Regions from separate parts of the Canis lupus genome. Here region 2 is linked to region 1. A link is a contact called in public Hi-C data. All regions are on one chromosome and are shown on one strand. Each heading gives the region's core, a stretch centred on a gene start, on an enhancer-like site or on the middle of the called end of the contact. The rest is flanking DNA. Distances are from core to core; before and after follow the strand shown. Region 1 has its middle 29 kb from the start of DAD1. Region 2 holds the start of OXA1L (mitochondrial inner membrane protein OXA1L).

Region 1 (3,750 bases), core at 736-3,235:
CCTGCCGCATGGGTCCTACTGCCTCTGGAATGGAAACATGTTCCCATTTCCAGAGCGAACAGGAAGACGGGGCTCTTCCCAAAGGTGCGAAAAGCCCCCTGGAGCCACTTGGGGTATTCTGGCCTTTGGGAAGATGGACGCCCAGAGAAGCTGCCCACTGGAGGGTGCTGCAGAGGTCTGCCTTATGCTTTCAGGCCTGTGTCCTCTGGGGCCTCCAGGGACCTTTCTGTGGGCAGAGAGGCTCCACAGGGTGAGAGGGGACATCAGAATCAAAAGTGTTTGGGGGTAGGGGATCAGGGAGCCCTAGAGTGCCCTGGGGCCAGGAATGGTGGCTTTTGTCAGAAACTGGGTCACAGCCTTGCCATTATGTCTGGCAGGCTCTCCATCAAGTTCTCTTGGAAGCTGGGAGCCATGGAGGGAGCAGGAAAACGTGCCTGCTGGTGTAGTGAGAGGCTCCCGTGCCATGGTGAAGGGAGAGGGGTCATCTGCTATGGGAAACAGCACATGTGAGTGGGGCCTGGGAGCCTGCTGGCCAGGGGCTGGCCTCGGTCAGTGTGCTGGGCCAGCCTGACAATCAGCATGTGGGGTCACAGTCCCTTTTCCCAGCTGTTGCCATGGACATGGGTGGGCGTTTACTAAGCTTGTACACCCTTATCCCTTCGACAGCAGTGAGAAGTGGGCAGCTACTTTATAGTTTATTCACATGATTGGTGAAAACCTGGGACTCAGATGTTGAAGGCTAGTGAGGGGCGGCAAAGCTTACAGATGACCACGGGTTATCCTGACTCCCCAAAATCTGATAACAGAAACCTCCGTCATGCAAGTACAGTAACTGACACGTCTCTTTCATGCCCACATACTCATTGGACTCACTGGACTGTTAGCTCCTTGAGGACAGACACTGTATTTTTAAAAAAATATTTTATTTATTTATTCATGAGAGACAGAGAGAGAGAGGCAGAGACATAGGCAGAGGGAGAAGCAGGCTCCCTATGGGAAGCCCGATGTGGGACTCGATCCCAGGACCCTGACACCATGACCTGAGTCTGAGGCAGACCCTCAACCGCTGAGCCACCCAGGCACCCGGAAAACAGTTTCCGGGTTTAATGGGGACAGTACTTACATTGAGATATAGTTTACATGCACTAAAATGCACAAGTCTCTGGTGTACACTTTGAGACATTTTGACATGTGTATACACCCAAGTCACCATCACTCAGATCGCGGTACAGGTAATTGCTGCCACCCTGAAAGTCCCTCATGCCCTTTCCCAGTCGATCCTTTTACCCCAAGGGCATCCACTATTCTCATTTCTACAGCGGTGATTAGTTTTGCCTATTCTTGAACGTCAGAGTTGTACAGAGATAACCCCTGGAGCCTGGCACCGGTCTGGCAGGTGGCAGGAGTGCAACGTGAAAGGAAGCCCTGGTTCCGAAACTGCCCTGCGAGAGAGCACTGATCTCACGGGAAGCTGAGGCTGTGGGCGGACGCAAGGCCGGGGCAGCGCGGACCGGGCCCAGGTCCCCGCTCCGGGCGCGGGCGCTCCTCGGGCTCCCCGCAGCGCCGCCCTCTGGCGCCTGCTGACCCGCCCGGTGGTGCCCCCTGCCGGCCGCCGGCCTCACCCGGACCCACGTCCCCGGCGGGAGGGGCGAGGCTCCCCCACTCCCCGGAGCCCCGAGCGGCCACCGGCAAAGGGCAGGGCCTCCGTTCGCGGAAGGACAGTCACCTGCCCTTTTATTTTCCTCCGAAGGAGATTTTCCTAAGTTTTGGGGGCTTTCCTTCCCCCAGAATAGGGACGAAGGGCAGGCGGCCTTTTCGGTGGAGCGCTGCTGCCCCCAGCTGGCCGCGGGGGACACCGCCGCCGGGGGCGCCGTCCGAGCCCCGCGCGTCTGGCGTCTGGGCTCCGGGGCTCCTTCCCCGCGTCCTGAGCCCCGGGTCTTCGCCGGGCAGGCGTCTGCGAGGGCCACCACCCGGCCCCGGAGCCCCGGCCCGGAGTGAGGCCCTTCCCCGGAGAGCCCGCCCGCCCCAGCTGTGTGTGGGGGGCGGCCGGGCCGGACGGAAGCTTGCAGGGCCTGCCCAGTGTAAGCAAATGCTTCCTCGGGTGTGGTCAAGTCAAGGTCTGACCTCAGGGCTCGGCGCAGGGGAGGGCAGAGGCGGCGGGAGCGCTGCGGTGGGTGGCGGCTGCCCCTCCCAGCGCTCCTCTTCCCGGCGCACCTGCGGTCGGTGGCGGCCGGTGGCGGCCGGTGGCGGTCTAACGGCCCAGCCAGCCTGGCCCAGACACGTGGCCCCGGGCGATGCTATCTCTCACTCAGTATTTTTAACTCCTCTTTGCAGAGGATGTGGCTTCTGCGGGAGAGCTTCAAAGGTGCCCCGTTTGCCCCTCTCGGCGACCATGACGTCATGGAAGCGGGGAGGGGAGGCCCTCGGCCCCCAAACACCTGGTGGGAAGTGGGAGAGTTTTTCCACTTCCTGTCCTACTTCTGGCTACTGACTCAGTGTCTGACCTGTTTATTAATTTCAAAGTATAGCTCTCCGGTGTGGGACTCAGAGGAAACCCAAGGCATGTGTGTGTCTGGGTGTCTGGGGCTGGAAACCAGATGGCCTTACACGAGGTCCTGCCGGGCGGGTGACAGCACTGGGCTCCTGGCTTGCCCCCTGCACGTCAGGAGTTCTCTGTCCCACACAGCGCTCCAGGAAATAGGCCAGAGAAGGGCTTTTAAGATAGGACTCGTGGGCAGAGTGAGGTAGAACCGTAATGCGACCTCTGGCCCCTGACCTTGGACTGGTTGTGCAGTGACCTCAGTTCTGACTCCCTGGCACCCAGAGTTCCATCCTCCAGACTCTATTGGATGATTACCCCCCTGGGGGTTTCACTGGCCAATGGGCCATCGCTCAGGTTTTGCTTTTCCTGGTAGTTCTTGACAGGTTATTCTGAGCTCTTGGCAAAACTGAAATAGTGGCTCACCCAGCTGACTCCTCTATTAATCTCCGTCTTCCTTTCTCTTACGCTCCTTCCGCAGCCCCCACCGACTTGGCTGCCTTCCCAGTGCCTAATGGCACTAAGTATTTATTTGTTCATTTGCTACTTAAGTGTATATTAAGCATCTGTTGTGTGCCAGCCACTGTGCTAGGTGTTGCAGACACACTGAATGAGCAAGATACATTTCTCATCCTGAGGAGTGGGTAGTTGAGTGGACTTTCTTGCCAAGATATCACCTGATAAGTAAGGTGATATTGTTAAAACTTTACATGTGACCCAGGGAGTTGGATTTTAATGGGTAAACCAAGAAGATAAATAATCCTTAAAAACTCAGATGGCTGCCTCTCCAACGGTGGGTCATGGCAGAGGGGGTCACTTGGTGGGAGCTGAAGACCCCACCACACTTTGAGATGTCCCTGCAGCACATACTTACTTAGCCCCCTTCTCTTGAGGGGACAGTGATTCCAATTACACTGAGGGGGCTGGTCTCTGGGTAAGGTGTCAGAGAATCCTCTAGAATCTCAGAACAGTGGTCATGAGAAGTCATTTGGTTCATTCTTTTGCCTCCAGGGCTGGCCTGTGCTTAAGCAATTTGGGGCAGGAGGGTGTCTGTCCAGACAACTCCATTCTACAACTGGCTTTGGCGACACATTCACTAGTGGGGTAGTGGCCTTCTCTCCTTGAGGTTGCCTTCTGTTCCTGGGGCCTGGGGCTCTCCAGGGCTGGGCCTTTGTATGGATGTGATAACGGGTGTCTGGGTTTCCTCAGGA
Region 2 (3,499 bases), core at 393-2,892, 150 kb before region 1:
CATGCATAAATTCCAGTAAGTTCTGAATCAGTCCCACTGGGGTGTATGACCCCAGCCCCAGTTCCGCGAAGCTCTGTTCGGCAGCAGCTTGGACTACATCTGCGGTCTCTCCAGAAGCCACCTCTGTTACTGCTGTGGGTGAGGGAGTTGCAGGAATGACAGGAGGGGCCTGAACCTGTGCAAAAGGAAGTCATGTGTAATACTCAGTTGGGGGGACATAGAGAAATCACACATCCCCTAAGATAATAACTAGTATCAGGTTGTTCTACTGACTTTCTACTTCTTGTTCTCCCAGTTAGCCTACAGTGTACAGAGAATTGAAAGCTTGAAAAGGACATTTTATTTTTTCCTCTAGGCAGGAAGATATGTTACTTAGAGTAAGATTTCATGACTTCCGTTCCTAATAGTAAGTTATTTCTTCTATCCGCGTTTTCCAAACTTCAGTCATTTGAGTATCACTGGCACGACTTTGCAGATACTGAAACTATCATAATTTTTATTTAAAACAATTCAGTTTTTAAAACCCAAATATTTACTTGGCCTCACCATTAGAAATATTAATATTCACGAAGTCACTGATATGCAAGTTACAACTTTTCTAATACACACGCACACCTGGAATCACCTCTCCTACACCGTCACTGGCTTGCCACCACGATGGCAAACAATGCTTTGAATATAACGTAAATCTCTCCTGCTGTAGTTTCGATCATTTTCCCACTGACTTGAAAATCTATCCGAAGCAGAGGTGCTACCATTCCGGGGAGCCGTATGAGGTGTGGCCAAGAACTCTGTGCCACATTCCCTAGTTATAGTTAACAGAAAATAAAATCAACAAACGCCATTCCTAACGTCGCAGGGGCGGTTCGCCTCTTACCTGGGCTTCTGCGAACAAGATCACAGAGGTACTGAGGCCCCGGAGGCCAGGAGCCGCGAGGACATAGTGCGGGCGATCGCGGCACCGGCCCGCCGCCAAGAGGAGCCCCGCGGTCGGCGGTTTTCGCGGCCAGGGCAAGGGCCCTACGACGCTGTGGAACTGAGAGGATGAAAGAAGGATGGAGCCCTTTCATCGGGGACAGACGTCGCTCATCATGCTCACTCGCCGCCACGAAGCAGGCAGCCCGCTAGCACAGGTGAAGGGATTCTACTCTCCGCGCGCAGACGGCTGGCCCGGAGGCACGCAATAGGGAGTCGTGGCTCTCGGTTACCGCAGGCCCACCCCGGAGCACAGAGGACGGAGGTCGAGGCTCAAGTTTCCGCGGCAGGGGCGATACGGGACCCACCAACAGGCAACAATACGCGACCCCTGAACGCTCAGGGTCGGGGACGGAACCCTCCCGCGTCCTCAGGCAAGTCGAGGTCAAGAGAGGCAGGTCCCGGCGAGCAGGTCAGCGCCTGCTCATGCTGTTCGTGGCACGGGCTGTCTCGGGCTCGGGCCATGGGGATAGGGCCGCATCCTGGCGCTTAGCCCTGGGGGTTCCTTACCTGACGCCGTGGCTGTAACAGGCGCAGAAGTCCCCGCCGTCCGCACATGAAGCCCAGCGCCATCTTGCCGTGAAGGGGACTTGCGCTCGCGCCTGCGCACTCATAACTTTAACCTCGCGGAAAGAGGCCCTTTTGGAAATGGGCCTGAAGCCAGAGCTGCTGCCGCGGTCAGGTGGTCAAGGAGACTGGAGCTTGGCGGCCATATTTGAAGTGGGTAAGAAGACGCTAAGGGCCCTATTAACAAGATCTCGCAGTGTTTTCTGGAGCTAGGGACTTCGTCGTGTAGTAACTGCAAAAACCTGGGGAATTTTGCTATCTTCTGCAAATCCGTGATTCTCCTCAGACTTGTTGAGTTAAAGAATAAGTTCCGAACGGGCTTGACTGGGCTTGGCGTGAATTTTTCCTGTCTAGCGATGTTCTATTCTTACTGCTAGATAATATTGTAATTGTAAATTAAGTGAAATGTGGGGGTAGTCTGGCGTCTGATAGAAATTGAGGGAAGGCAGTTTATAGGAAATATTTTCCTCCCAGATAAAACGACAAAGCTTGAAGAGGGGACCCCACCTTTCAGCTTTCCCGTCCTTAAGTGGGGTTGTGTGAGTATCATCTTGTGACCAGGTGGGAACAAATCTAAAGATGAAAAGCTAACATGTTGAAGATGGTATGGAAAAGACATCAATACTTGCTGATGTCCTTCAGGTATTGCACCAACCTTGGTACTACCTGTATCTAGACTTTGTTGTGTAAGATAATTAAAGATCTTTATTGTCCAGACTCCAGGTTTCTCTTGCTTTGTTGTTTGCTTCTTGAAGCTGAAAGCGTTTGCAAAGATAGAAGAGGTGAAATTCTCTCTTGACGAAAAAAAAGTTCTGCTTGGAAAGCTGGGGGTTGGTTATATTTGAACTCCTATAAAGCCTTTTAAATTAGGGTGCTACCCTCCCCCCACCCCCGAGTCCTTTTTGAATAATGTGTAGTTTGGAAAGATACAATAGCCTGAAATTATTTCAGTCGCTATTTGGGTATGATTATGAATGTGATAGAAACTTCCTTTATCTCTATCCTCTAAGGTATGTTAGTAATCATCCCCCAAGCATATGGCCCACTGAGATACATCTAAAGGATCTCATGACTAAAGTTTTATTAGATAGTGATAAATAACCTCATCCCAACAATAGCTAGCTCTCTTGAGGTCCTGGAAATCTTGCTTCCAAAATTCCTCAGAGACTTAACACTATCCCTAATACCCTCCCAACTTGAAACTATATAATGAGCCACTCCTGATGACCCCAGGGCAGCTTTTTCTGCCCACAGGTCCCGTTGCTGTGCTTTAATAAAACCACGTTTTTGCACCAAAGACGGCTCAAGAATTCTTTCTTGGTGGTCAGCTTTGAACTCTAACATCTTTCCTACATCAAATGTACCTGACAGAAGTGGTAAAGATGGGCAAAAAATATAACCCAGATTTAGTAATAATAGGGGTTATGACCAATCACATATATTGGGTACTATTGTAAATAAGATTTTAAAGTTTGCTTTAAATAATTAATATAGTAAGAGGTAATGACAAATATATAATTATAGGACACTTGGGGGGGGGGGGGACCCGAACTTACTTTGGTGGCTCTAAATGAACTAGTATTTATATCCTATATAGTCTTATACAGCCACTATAGAAAACAGTAATGGAAGTTTCTCAAAAAAATTAAAAATAGAACTACCATATGATCTAGCAATTCCATGTCTGGGACTATATCCAAAAGAAACAAAAACACTACATCAAAGATAGCTCTGAACCTTTATGTTCACAGTAGCATTATGTATGATAGCCAAGACATGGAAACAATCCAAATATCTGTGGGAGGATGAGTGAACAAAGAAATTGTGGTATAAATATACAATGGAAATTTATTCAGTCACAAAAAAGAAGGAAATACTGCCATTTGTGACAACACGGATGGACCTTGAGGGCATTATGTTAAGTGAAAGAAGTCACACAGAGAAAGACCAATACTGT

Evidence for each region. Hi-C and Micro-C count contacts between places; a contact is called where the count stands out from the background.
Region 2: a contact with region 1 is called in a Hi-C map of blood, with 2.2 times the contacts expected there. The contact joins the promoter of OXA1L here to the enhancer-like site in region 1. A contact is called at or near these places in 2 of 9 Hi-C or Micro-C datasets (both in blood).

The regions. Positions count from the first base shown.
Region 1 is chr8:3,078,051-3,081,800 of UU_Cfam_GSD_1.0, reverse strand. No RefSeq gene overlaps it. Among named protein-coding and RNA genes, the nearest start is that of DAD1, 29 kb to the left of the region's middle. Within about 2 kb of position 1,985, at least 13 of the 20 cell types and tissues checked have an H3K27ac peak or open chromatin away from gene starts, as enhancers often do. A contact at or near this core is called in blood, where this site is marked.
Region 2 is chr8:3,229,748-3,233,246 of UU_Cfam_GSD_1.0, reverse strand. It overlaps OXA1L (mitochondrial inner membrane protein OXA1L), which reads right to left and starts at 1,642. Exons shown (of 10, transcript XM_038544155.1): 1 at 1,486-1,642; 2 at 878-1,036; 3 at 1-175. The coding sequence starts at 1,548.